3 separate regions of the Rattus norvegicus genome follow, and all the other regions are linked to region 2. Evidence: chromatin contacts called from public Hi-C data. All regions are on one chromosome and are shown on one strand. Each heading gives the region's core, a stretch centred on a gene start, on an enhancer-like site or on the middle of the called end of the contact. The rest is flanking DNA. Distances are from core to core; before and after follow the strand shown. Region 1 has its middle 71 kb from the start of Ackr3. Region 2 has its middle 15 kb from the start of Cops8. Region 3 overlaps LOC102555030 (a long non-coding RNA gene).

Region 1 (4,181 bases), core at 1,659-4,158, 320 kb before region 2:
GCTTTGGGGGAGTTAAGCCCTTGGGTATCCATCATTTCTTTGGTACTTTATTTTGAGCCACAGTGTGGGTTGCTGGGAACTGAATCTGTCCTCTGTTAGGGCAGCCTCTGGAGCTATCTTTCCAGCTCCAGTAAGAAAAACCTTAAAATCGAAACCTCTCAAATTCTTCTATGACCCCAAGCAGACATAGTAGTCCCTTGAGCTCCTCCTCCTTGTATCTGGCTGTATCTGGGTGCTTCCTTTAGGTGTCTTTCACAGCTCTTTTCTGCCTTTCTCAGGATTAATTATATCAACCACCTTCCAGAGTGCTGAGTAACTTTAATTTTTTAAGCCTATTTTTAATGATGGTTCTTAAATGTTTTAACCCCCCCTTTAGCCCACCACCCACCAGAGGTAGTGGGAAAGAAAGGATATAGGGGAAGGGACTAGTTTAGAAAGCTTTTTTTTTTTGAGCAACTCCCGTCTGTGTTTTCTAGAAATTGGCAGTTTATTTACAGGTTAGTAGTAGTAGCATCTCAATCTACTTGTAAACATTTTATGGATATGTCTATAGTCCAGTTCGGTAGAGTTGGGATAGTAAACTCAAGTCAGCAATGATGACATGACCTAGCGGAGACAGCCAGGCCTCAGTCTTGGCACTAGTCAGCAGGAGGAACTAGGAGGGACATCAGAAGTTCTTAGCTGTGCCTCTCTCAGTGAAGCCATGAGACCCACAGACTGTTGTACGGTTAGTTCTATAAGTGAGCCAAGCATAGTTTCTGCCACTGTCTATGGAGTTCTATTTTTTTTTTTTTTCCGGAGCTGGGGACCGAACCCAGGGCCTTGTGCTTCCTAGGTAAGCGCTCTACCACTGAGCTAAATCCCCAGCCCCCTTGGAGTTCTATTTTTATTATCTCTAAAATCACGTGTCCTCTATGGGTCATGCTTCAGCATGAGCATCTGTCCCAGTTGACGTCACTCTGCCAACCAGCCCGAGTCCACAGAAGCGGCAAGGAACTATAGTTCACCACCAGAAGTTTTGTGGTGCATTTCTCTCTATGGAGTCCCAACAAACGGAGCTCAGTTGTGCAATGTAAGGCGGACCAGTACATACATACATGTCATTAGCCAAGAATCCTTCATCACGTGTCTTTTCACGTGCTTGCTTTAGTAGAACACCCTTTCACCTGTGTCTGCTTCAGTGAAACATTCCTTCGAGAGTCTGCCTTAGCCTTTCACCTGTGTCCACGTCACGAAAACACTCCTTTTACGTGTTTGCCCCAACAAAACACCATGCAACACAACTGACTCGCCAAAGGACCCTTAAGTTTGCTCTTCAGTGCTGAGCGAGGATGTGGGCAGGACCTGGGGGGGAGCAGCCACACTTGGGCTGCCAGGGAGGGCAGCTTCCAGGTAGCCTTTCCTCTTCACAACTGTGATGAATAGGAAGCAGGGGCATCTGGAATTTGCTCTGGCTGCAGTGCAGAGGGTGTAAGATACTCAATAGACTGTCCACCCTGAGGTGCTGGTGGTGAGAAGGCTAGGCAAGACCCGTAAACATGCTTAGAAGCCTGAGGATCTGCCCTGGAGCATGGGGGCGCCATCTTGGAACCAGCCATGTACATCCTGACATGGAGGGGGTGAATGGCCTGCTGGTGTCATCGGAGAGAGAGGAATGGTGAGATCTGCAGCTGTCAAGCAGGTGTTTAAAGTGGAAATGGCCCAGCTGTGCAGATGATGGACCAAAGGATGTTCCTGCTAGTTTCCTTTTAACCGAATGAAGGCGGGTCAGAGAACATCGGGATGCTTGAGCTCTTCCACATGAGTTGGAACGTGAGGAAGATTTTGGCAACTGGTTGGAACGCTGCCTGCTAGCCTGTGGAGATCCTTTGCAGCCTGCTGGGCAGGGTGTGGTTGGACTGGGGACGTTTGTTTCTTTGCTCTTCTTCAGGGTGCCAAGAATCCAGGAACAAATGCAGGAAGCATATAGGAGATTTGATTTCTCATTCGACAGACCCTCGTAGTACCATGCGATGGCAAGCCTGCCCCTCTGGACTGAGGATTGAATGCCCTTAGCCACCTTCCAGGTACAGGGGTGTGGGTGGTGAGCCTATGCTGTCAGTGTGCAGTGTTAAAGTTTACCTCTGAGTGTGTTCTCTGTACAAGTCCACATACGTGTGAGTCTATGCGTGTGAGTCTATATGGATTTAATGTACCCATGTGCAAATGCGAGTGTCTTTGTATTAATATATGTGTTGTGTGTGACTATTGACAGCAATTCCTGCTTCAACTCACCACCCCAGGGAGGAACGCATGCCTGGTTCTCCTTGCCATATTGCTCAGGAATTGAGCTAAAGACAGGCACATCTTGACCCCAACCCTGGTAAAGGAGCAGGAGGAAATGAGTGGGTGTCTATCATAGAAATAGTTTCACCCAGGGTGGAAAGGGGGTGAGGCTGAGGTGGTTTCTTGATGAGCCTAGGGAAATTCAGAGGGCAAGATTCTCTTAGGAAAGCCCAGCTCATCCAAGGAAGGGACAGTGGCTCAGGAGTTTGTGACTAGCACAGGATGTGTGGGCTCTGATAAGCTATAACTGGCAATAGTTGCCTGACCTAATTCTAATGGACAAGGGGCTCTTCTTGTCGGTAGCGCTTTCTACCCAAGGCCCATGCCATCTTGTGCAGGGACTCCTGAATGAGGCCAACAGGGCTGAGGGGACTTCTGCGTATGTGACTGGAGATACTTCCGGTTGCCAGCAGGGCCTAGTGCTAAGGATTGTGGGTGCACAATCTCATTGGTCCCCAGAGAGCCCTCAGGCAACACTGTAATATGACTGGCCTTTAGAGATGCACCCACTTCAAGACAGACCAGTTCCCTCCCGGGCAGGCCTCAGGCTTAACAAGGCCTCCTCTTCTCTGCTGTATGCAGTAGGGGTGACTCAGCCCTCTCCCAAGTCTCTTTCCAAAAGGCAATAGCAATGCCAGGCCAGAGCCAGGGTCAACTTCAGAACTCAGAATGCATGGCCATAGTTCCCCAGCGGCAGTAGCTTCCAGACGACTCCAAGGTCTGACAGACGCTGTCTCGTGAGCAGATGAATATGTCACCTTTCTCCTCAGACTCTGAAGTAGCTTTTCTGGAAGCCGTTCACCATGAGCCACATGCTCCCAGCTCTTAGCTCTGCAGTTCTGCCTGGTCTTCTGAGGCACTGGCTGATGACTACAGAGGGTACAGGCTATGCGGCTGATCCGTTTGCATCATTGTATCCAATGCCTGCCTCTTCCTCAGGCCCAGCCAGATGCTGTTATTTTTCCATACCGGTCTCAGCAGATCTGGACGGCCTGCTCCTTTTGTGGAAAGAGAGTGTGTTGAGGTCCCCCACCCACCCGTGCCCATGTGATGCTCTATTGAACAATATTCTATTCATCCCCTGTTTATGTCTCTAGAGAAAATATGCAATTCATTTAGTCTAGAAGGCTCTTCTCGGCAACCGCTGTCCATCGCTGGCAGATCGAATATCGCACTAAACATATCTCGGACCCACCCTAAACACTTGCTTGGATGTGAACCTGAGACGTGCTGAATCTAAACCCTGGCACACATGACGAAGTCTGCTGCTGAAAACATCCAGGGGCACCTGCCAGCATGCAGTCACTTTCCTTTTCCTGGAAGAGGGTGACGGGAAACTCAGACTTCAGGCTGACTGGAAGCTAAGTCTTTCCCAAACAGTTCTTTCCTGGGGCTCAGGGTTTTACTGTCACTTTGGGGCTGTTTTTCAGGGATGTGTTACTTTGTATATAGTCTTATGGGCAACGCCTTTTAAAACATGGTTACCTGTAGATGAGTATTCTGTAGATTGGGAAATAGAAACATGGATAGTTTGACTCATGGTTGTGGAGATGGCTCAGTTTTACAAGAAAGAAAACTGGATTTTGTGTCCCAGGACTCATGTGAAAAGGCCTAGCATGGCAGCACAGACTTGTAACCTCAGCAGTGGGAAGCAGGGACAGCTAGATCTCTAGGACTTGCGGGCCAACCACTCTAGTCTGACCACTGAGCTTCCGATTCAGGGAGAGACTGTGGGCGGCACCTGAGGAATGACACCCAATCTTGACTCTTCTAACATATGCACACACACCAGCACACACTCATGTGCACACACAAGCCTATTCACAAAAGGCTGAAGTGAAGTCAGTCTTCAGAAA
Region 2 (3,835 bases), core at 1,286-3,785:
GAGTCTTATTAAACAAAGGAGTCCAGAGTGAAGGCTAGGAGCTGGTGGGTCCTGATGACTGGACAAGAGCTCAGTTATCCTATCAAGCTGGTCTAAAGGTCAGGCCTAGTATGTGTGGCTAAAAGAAAGGCAGTCTTCTTAAAGATAAAGCAGGCTCTTCGGTTGGACTGGCCACACAGGGCAGTTCCTGAACACCTCAGCCTGCATTTTCTATCCCCACAGCCCCTCCACTCCACTTCAGCCTGTGACTGAAGAGTTGTGTGCTCCAGCCACAGACCACTGCCTTTCCTCATGGCTGCTCCTGAGGCTGATGAGCAGGGATCCATTTGCTGACTGCCCTCTGTGTTTGGAAGACTAGGCATCGTGGCCAAGGTGCCAAGGAGAAGACAGGGAATGGAAGGAGACAGGACACAATGAAGAGGTCAGAATGCAGATGTCCCCAGCTCACTCAGTTGCTCATGGGCCCTGCACCTATGGCCCAGACTGGAACTAATGGCTCAGCCAGGAGCAGTCAAAACAGCAGCAATAACCACCATCACCACCCCCACCACCATCACCACCACCACCAACAACAACAACAGCAGCAGCAACAACACCCCATCACCACCACCACCAACAACAACAACAGCAGCAGCAACAACACCCCAACACCACCATCACCACCACCAACAACAACAACACCATCACCAACAACAACAACAACAACAACACCATAACCACCACCACCACCAACAACAACAACAACAGCAGCAGCAACAACACCCCAACACCACCACCAACAACAACAACACCATCACCACCACCACCAACAACAACAACAGCAGCAGCAACAACACCCCAACACCACCATCACCACCAACAACAACACCATCACCACCAACAACAACAACAGCAGCAACAACAACACCATCACCACCACCACCACCACCAACAACAACAACAACAACAGCAACAACAACACTCCCACAGACCCAAAGACAGTATGGTGGGCTGTGCTATGGGACAAAGCTGATCATGAATCAGACAGAGCAGATTACTCACATCCAAGTCACCCACTCTTTTCCTGAACCACTGTTGCATAGAGAGTTCAGTGTCTACCTAAGACTGGAGGACTCCCTCACTGCAGTGCCACCAAGGCGGTGGCAGTCTCCTGCAGGCATTCGCCTGTCCTTGCCGTCTACCATTTACCATGTAAAACATTTAGGAACATGAACAATTTAGTTCTCTAACTACATAACGGTTTGGCAATGAAACAAAGCCTCACGTCTGAGACCAGTTCTGTGGCACGTGCTAAAATGTGGTCCTGATCCCACAGCCGTGGGGACACAGAGGACAGTTCAGGACTGAGATAAAACAAGAGCAGAGGTCATGCTCAGAGCTGGGCCTCTGCAGTCCTGTAGGTCCCGCTGGCTCTGATGCCTGGTGATGCAAGGTGATGCCTGGGTGTCTCTGACCTCTCACACTTTGTCCTACCCAAGACCACCTGCCCCTCAGGTCCTGTGTGGTGTCCTTGAAGCCCTGTGGTGAAAGGCAGACTCATAGGTAAGGCTGGGGACTCGCTGCACAGTTCTGCTTTGTTCACTGAGGTGAGAGACCAGTGTGGTGTTAGTGTGAGGTGGGCCCAGGTCTTCAGAGCAGATCCTCTCAGCTCCATGGACTGTGGAGCCAAGTAGCTCAGACATAGACTCTGACCGTGTCAGAGGTGCTCAGTGTGGGGAAGTTAGGGATACACTCACGGGAATGGTAGCCTCACAAAGGTAGTCCTCCCCAGAGACACCACGTAGGTCTCAAGGAAGAACCTGGCCACAAGAATTAGGGGACCCTGTGGGAGTGTCTGAGACACACCAGAAGTTAGTATTTCAAGATGAGACAAACTCCCAAACCCAAAGGACACTCACTCCACAGGCTAACAGGAGGAAACAGTAACACTGTGCTGTTTAAATGAGTTTCCAGAAGATGTTTCCAACCATCAGGTCTGAATTCCTTCCGGGCTACATGCGTCTCCCAAGTGCACTGTTTTTCCTCCCTGCTGTGTCCTCAGGGCCACACACTAGACCCTGGAAAGTCTCTGTGGTTCTTATTGTCTGAAGCCTTGGTACGTGTCTTGGTGGGACAATCAGGGACCATGGACGGGGAGGTGGCCAGCAGCATAAGCAGCAAGTGTATAGAAAGGGGGGAACTTTTGCATGAAACTCAACCCCTCCATGGGCCTGTAGTTTGAGGACTAGAACAAAGTCACAGGATGACTTGAGGTACCACAGCCTGGCTCTTACCCTCTTCTAGTGCCCTGTGTGCATGTGCACATGTATTAGTATGAGAGGATGCGTCTGAGTGCATAAGTGTGTATATACACATGTATCTGTGTCTGTACACACTCCCAGACTGAAGGTCACTCCTAAAGATGACAACTCTTCAGCCTCAGCTGAACTAGGAATCGTACCAATCAAATTTTAGGGGGAGTCTAACCGCCTTTGTCTGCCTTGCTTTTGCAAATCCAGAACTAGTCTTTCCTTGACTGATCTGTGCCTGGTCAGAGACTTTGTGATGAGCGCCACCTTGTGGTACCTTTCATATTTCCCAGGAGCAGGAAGTAATGGTCTGAGGCTGGTAGTAAAACCCATTACCAAACTCCAGCTCTTCAGCCTCTCCTCTCCTGGCCTCTCACACTTGCATACTCATGTTAAACCCACCCTATTCTGCCATCCCCACCTTAGAGCCCAGGCCCATCCCAGAGCCACCCCAGTTCCCAAGCAAAGCTGTTATAAGAGTTTACAGACAACATCTCAAACTGTAAGCTGAAATAAACCTTTTTGTCGTGATAATGTTCTCGCCTCCAGTATTTTGTTCTAGCATCAGAAAGCAAACTAAAGCAGAAGAGAAAAGACCTGTGCATCTTGTTTAAAGTGCCTCTGGGAAATCCCAAAAGACTATACAAAAGGTAAAAGTAAGAGGGACTTTACAAAAGGTAAAAAGTAAGAGGATAGTGAGTCCCTATCCTCCTGGGCAATCCACGGAAAAGGATGCTTCAGTCAGTTTCATAGAACACTCCAGACCTATAACGGGAAGGTTTGGGGTTTGAGCTAGAAGCACTATCCAGCCTTCTGCTTGCAGGTGGAGAATGGCTTCATATCGCACCCACCTCCTATATCGCTCTGTCCTGCTGAGCTCCTATTGAAAACAACCAGCTGTGATCTTCCTACTTAAAGCTCTAAGTCACGGGCGTGGGGCAGCATGAAGTGGACCACAGGACAGGAGACAGGACAGAGATGCTTGGAGCGCTGCAGTTTGCTTCTCCTGTCTTATCTCTGCAAGTGTCCTTTACTCCTCTGTCCACAAACTCATGGTAACAGCTTTGCTAGGGAATTAAACCGGGTCCCACAATCCATGGAGCTACACTTTCTCCACAGGTGCCTCCATCCCTCCAACCTCCAGCGCCCTGGGAGCCCAGGTAAGTGTGGTTGCCACAATGACAGGTGGGTATTGCTAATTCTCAAACTCCAGAATTTTACCTTGAAAGTGTTAAGGCAACTTTTAAAATGTTTTCAAATTAAAAACAGAGAGGAAGCTAAGGACAGAGAGAATCTGATTCATCCCATGGCTGTGGGGAACCTGGAGTTGTATCTAGCCCCCTTCCCTGGCTCCTGCCCCCCACACACAGGACACAGTCCCTTCCTACTTTCTATTCTGGTTTGAGCAAGGTATGGTCTCACATAGTCCAGCCTGGCCTTGAACTCACTAAGTAGCCAAGGATGAACTCACTACGTAGCCCAGGATCTTTCTGCCTTTTTTTTTTTTCAAATGTCACACACACACAGCTTAAAAAGACACCCTTTTG
Region 3 (3,719 bases), core at 841-3,340, 340 kb before region 2:
GTGTACAGTCATTATCTGTACTCACAAATGTCACCACTCTAATTACAGAACACTCTCACTACCTAACAAAGAAACCCCTTAGGAGTTACTTCTCACCCTTCCTCAGCCCGGTTACCTTCTAATTATAGCATTACGAGACATCGAGGCAGCGTGCTTTGGCAGAAGACAGTGTGCAATTTAAAACACATTTTACTTCTTGGAGACTTTGAGTTACATAAATCAGCCCAATGTCACAGACTTCTCTAGCATAGCTGGGCTCCTGTATACAATAGTGTCTCGTGCAAACAGGACCCTGAAGTGAGCATCTATTCTACAGGCTGGCTTTCAGAGCACTGCTATAAACACGAGTTCAGGGGTAGCGTTGTTGCGAGGGGCAGAATTTGGGGAGTGAGGACAGACTCTCAGGTTCCAAGTTTTGTCCAGAAGTCTCCAGTGGAAAATCCCTTCGGTTTTGTGGAGGCCAAGTCCCAGATTTAAAACACAAGGGCGTCCCTGAGAAGGACATCTCCTTATTAAGACTGGAACATATTCCAGAGAGAATCTGTGGATAATAACCAACCCTGGAAAACGTCCTCCAATGCGAAGGGGAATCCTCAGTGCTGGGCTGTAGTCATTTGGAAGTGGACTTTCCCCCTTTGTTTCTAACTCGAGTTTCACGGTGCATTCCATTACTAACCAGACCAGCATCAACAACATTCAAGAAGGGCTCTGATCTGCTGCGTTGTCCTGTGATGGTGAAGCTGTCCTTCCATTCTCTACAGAGTGTAAGCCTGTAAACCTCCTGTAAGGGTACAGGGAACACTTGAAAGCACAAGCCTGGCTTTGGAATCCACAGTTTGGTGATGAGGCTGACTTATTTTGTAGGAAGAGCTCCCCCTGAGAACACTGCACGAAGGGGCTTGTCTGCAGGTGTGGTTGGACCCATCAGGGTGGGTGGAGGCTAGGAGGAAGGAGCCATGCAGCTTCCGGTGCAGGGTGGTTGGCTGGAGGGCGAGCACGGAGAACCGCAGCCTGCAGTTAGGTAGTGGGACTCATCAGGTAGAACAGCTAGTGGCAGTTGGGCAGAAATGAGCAGCATATCTGCAACAGCTCACATCCGGAAACAGGTTAGATTTTGCAATTTTCAAGTGTTCCCTGTAAGCCCCACACAGCTCCCACGTTGTTGAAAACCTGGTATCCTGCAGAGCAGAGACAACCTCACAGTCACAGGAGTGATTCTTCTCGAGAGGCTGAAAGCAGCCCTCCCCTGGGCCATGTGAGTGGCTCCACTTATGGCCCTGTGGCAGGATGGGGTTGGCGGTGAGCTCCAGCTGCAGATGTGGGGATTGGTATTCTGTCTAAGCTCCACCCCCCAGGTATCTGGCAACAGCCAGGTATGCTCCGTCCCAAAGGCACGTGGGGATTTAAACTTGCAGGGTGCTATGAGTCTGATGTGTCCCAGAAGCTGTTCTCTCTGTGTGTTCCCAAGATGTCTTCACGTACAACAGCCAGGACTGGAGGTGTTCGTCAGAGGTGGACACCTGACTCCGGCAGCCAGCCATTCAGCATTGAGCTTCAGAATGAGATCGAAATGGATTTGCTGCCCAAACTTCCCGCCACGGCAGTGGCCATGGCTTTCTACTGGAGTTCTTCGAGCAGAGGCTGAGGATGGTTGTTAGATCGATGGTCCAGCAGTGTGCATTAGACGCACAGAGCACACGGGAATGGCTGGAATGTATCCTGAGGGCGGGGCAAGCTGCTGCTCTCAGAGAATAACACTGAACCTTACAGGGTGTCTCCCCCAAAATACGACTAGAGAGGAAGCAGCTTGGCCCATCCGGAATGTTGACCTTCAACAAGACAACATATCTGGACTCTGTTCATTGTCATGCTGGCCCAAAACAAATGGAGGAATGGGCTCTGTTCTTCAATACACGGAACAACAAAAAAATTAGATTCATGTAGGGACAAAAGCCTAGAAAAGTATCTGACCTCCCAGGGCCTCGCTGTGTTCTTGTTGGTTACTCTCAACTTCAATGTAGTCAAGGACTCTCAGTAAAAGTGAGTCACCCTCTCACATGGAAACAGAGAAACAAACTCAAGTTCACGTGGCAGCTCTGGCTTAATAGGTTGGGGAGAGCCTGGATGCAGTAGCTTTTATAAGTCCACAGATGATGCTGGTGTACACATCTGTTGGAAAATCATGTCCCTGGTGATGTCACACAGGCTTCTTTCAAAAGACAGGCCCTTCAGATAGCTTCCAGATCACCCCAGAGGTTCAGGAAAACAGCCATGAAGTGGTTGATTCGGCACTGTGGTCATGCATTTTCCTCTCTGAGTCACCGTAGTGTCCTGTACACCATTAGGGGCACAACCCAGATTCGAGGCTTCCAACTTCATCCCCTGGAGGGCAGTTTGACTGAAGTGGTTACAGAGAAGTGGAAAATAGCCAGAGGTAGGGAAGGGTTGTGACAAGTGGGATGGATTTCAAAGAAGTCTGTCTGAAGGGGCAGAACGGCCGCTGGTTGCTCTGGTCTCCGAGTGCCGATTCAGGAGCCTCCATAGATCTCATAACCTGAACCTGGGTTTGTTTAAGTCAAACCATTTCCAGGAAGCCTCAGCTTGATCCAGGGATGTGCTCTCGTCTGTTAAACAGACAAGACTCAACTTGTTCAAAAACAGTGAGTTAAAGTCCGGCGCATTTTGAGGCTTTTTTTCCTAATATTTTCCTGAGCTGTTAATACCTTGTTTCTTCTGGGGTTTTATTGCATTCTTTGAATGAAGGGTCTTTGCAGGGACAAGCAAGTTAAGGATCTCCAATGCCTGGTGACCTTACAAGAGAAACGGGAGACAGAAATGGCGTGTGATCTTGAAGGGTAGAGGTTGGTATGAAGCACCCAGGAGTATAAGGAACGTAGGAACATTTTTCCTAGTACCTTTGTGGAGGCCATCCCCTACATGCATCTTTCTGAAGACTTGTGTCCTTCCAAAGCATAAGGCTTCCTGATGTTAGATGCCACACACACACACACACACACACACACACACACACACACACACACCGCTAATGAGGGAGCTGTAAGCATAGAGGCTGGGATCTTAGAGGATGGAGAGGGCAAATGGGGAATAGGGATGCCTAGACTGGGCCACAGACCCACTCAGCACCCACCATCTCCTTTCTTAAATCCACATCGCTTCCATCCAGATCCTGGAGTTCAGCTGGGGTTCTGCTCTGTCAACTCAAGTGGCAGGAGGAGTCAGTTGAGATGTCCCATTCCAACCCCTACTCCCATCACTGTCCTCACAAGAGTCAAGCCCTGTACTTCCACATCAACAAAACCCCTCATCTGGCTTCTGTGCTGGACCCAAAGCCAATAGCTTTAGGGTGCCTGTCCTTTGATCACCTGCTTTGACATTCTCTCTGTCCAAACTCACAAGTCCAGGCTGCTCTGGTCCATCAATTTCAACCGCTATCTCAACTTAATTGTAGGTCTGGACCGCACGCCTCCATATGGCCTACACCAAGACTTCCTACTTCCCTCCTGAAATCCCTTCTGTGAAGAGAGATTTATCAAGACGATGTGAGGCACCTGTGAGTTCTGGCAGCGCATCCCTGTGGCTTTCCCATGCTCCTGCCTCATGCGTACTGAAGTAAACTCTGAGACGTGATTGATGCCAGTGACCCCTTCCCCACAGGATGGACTTCAGCACTCCAATACCGCTAACAACATATCATTAGC

What was found. A called contact is a pair of places that touch in the nucleus more often than the background predicts.
Region 1: a contact with region 2 is called in a Hi-C map of the A7r5 cell line, with 4 times the contacts expected there. The contact joins two enhancer-like sites. A contact is called at or near these places in 2 of 12 Hi-C or Micro-C datasets (the A7r5 cell line and Schwann cells).
Region 3: a Hi-C map of the A7r5 cell line shows a contact between it and region 2, with 7 times the contacts expected there. The contact joins two enhancer-like sites. A contact is called at or near these places in 7 of 12 Hi-C or Micro-C datasets (the A7r5 cell line, Schwann cells, frontal cortex and 3 more).

What each region holds. Positions count from the first base shown.
Region 1 is chr9:98,316,348-98,320,528 of GRCr8, forward strand. No RefSeq gene overlaps it. Among named protein-coding and RNA genes, the nearest start is that of Ackr3, 71 kb to the left of the region's middle. Within about 2 kb of position 2,909, at least 8 of the 93 cell types and tissues checked have an H3K27ac peak or open chromatin away from gene starts, as enhancers often do. A contact at or near this core is called in the A7r5 cell line, where this site is marked.
Region 2 is chr9:98,637,841-98,641,675 of GRCr8, forward strand. No RefSeq gene overlaps it. Among named protein-coding and RNA genes, the nearest start is that of Cops8, 15 kb to the right of the region's middle. Within about 2 kb of position 2,536, at least 8 of the 93 cell types and tissues checked have an H3K27ac peak or open chromatin away from gene starts, as enhancers often do. A contact at or near this core is called in the A7r5 cell line, where this site is marked.
Region 3 is chr9:98,299,436-98,303,154 of GRCr8, forward strand. LOC102555030 (a long non-coding RNA gene) reads left to right here. Exons shown (of 2, transcript XR_005489311.1): 2 at 3,470-3,719. Among named protein-coding and RNA genes, the nearest start is that of Ackr3, 54 kb to the left of the region's middle. Within about 2 kb of position 2,091, at least 10 of the 93 cell types and tissues checked have an H3K27ac peak or open chromatin away from gene starts, as enhancers often do. A contact at or near this core is called in the A7r5 cell line, where this site is marked.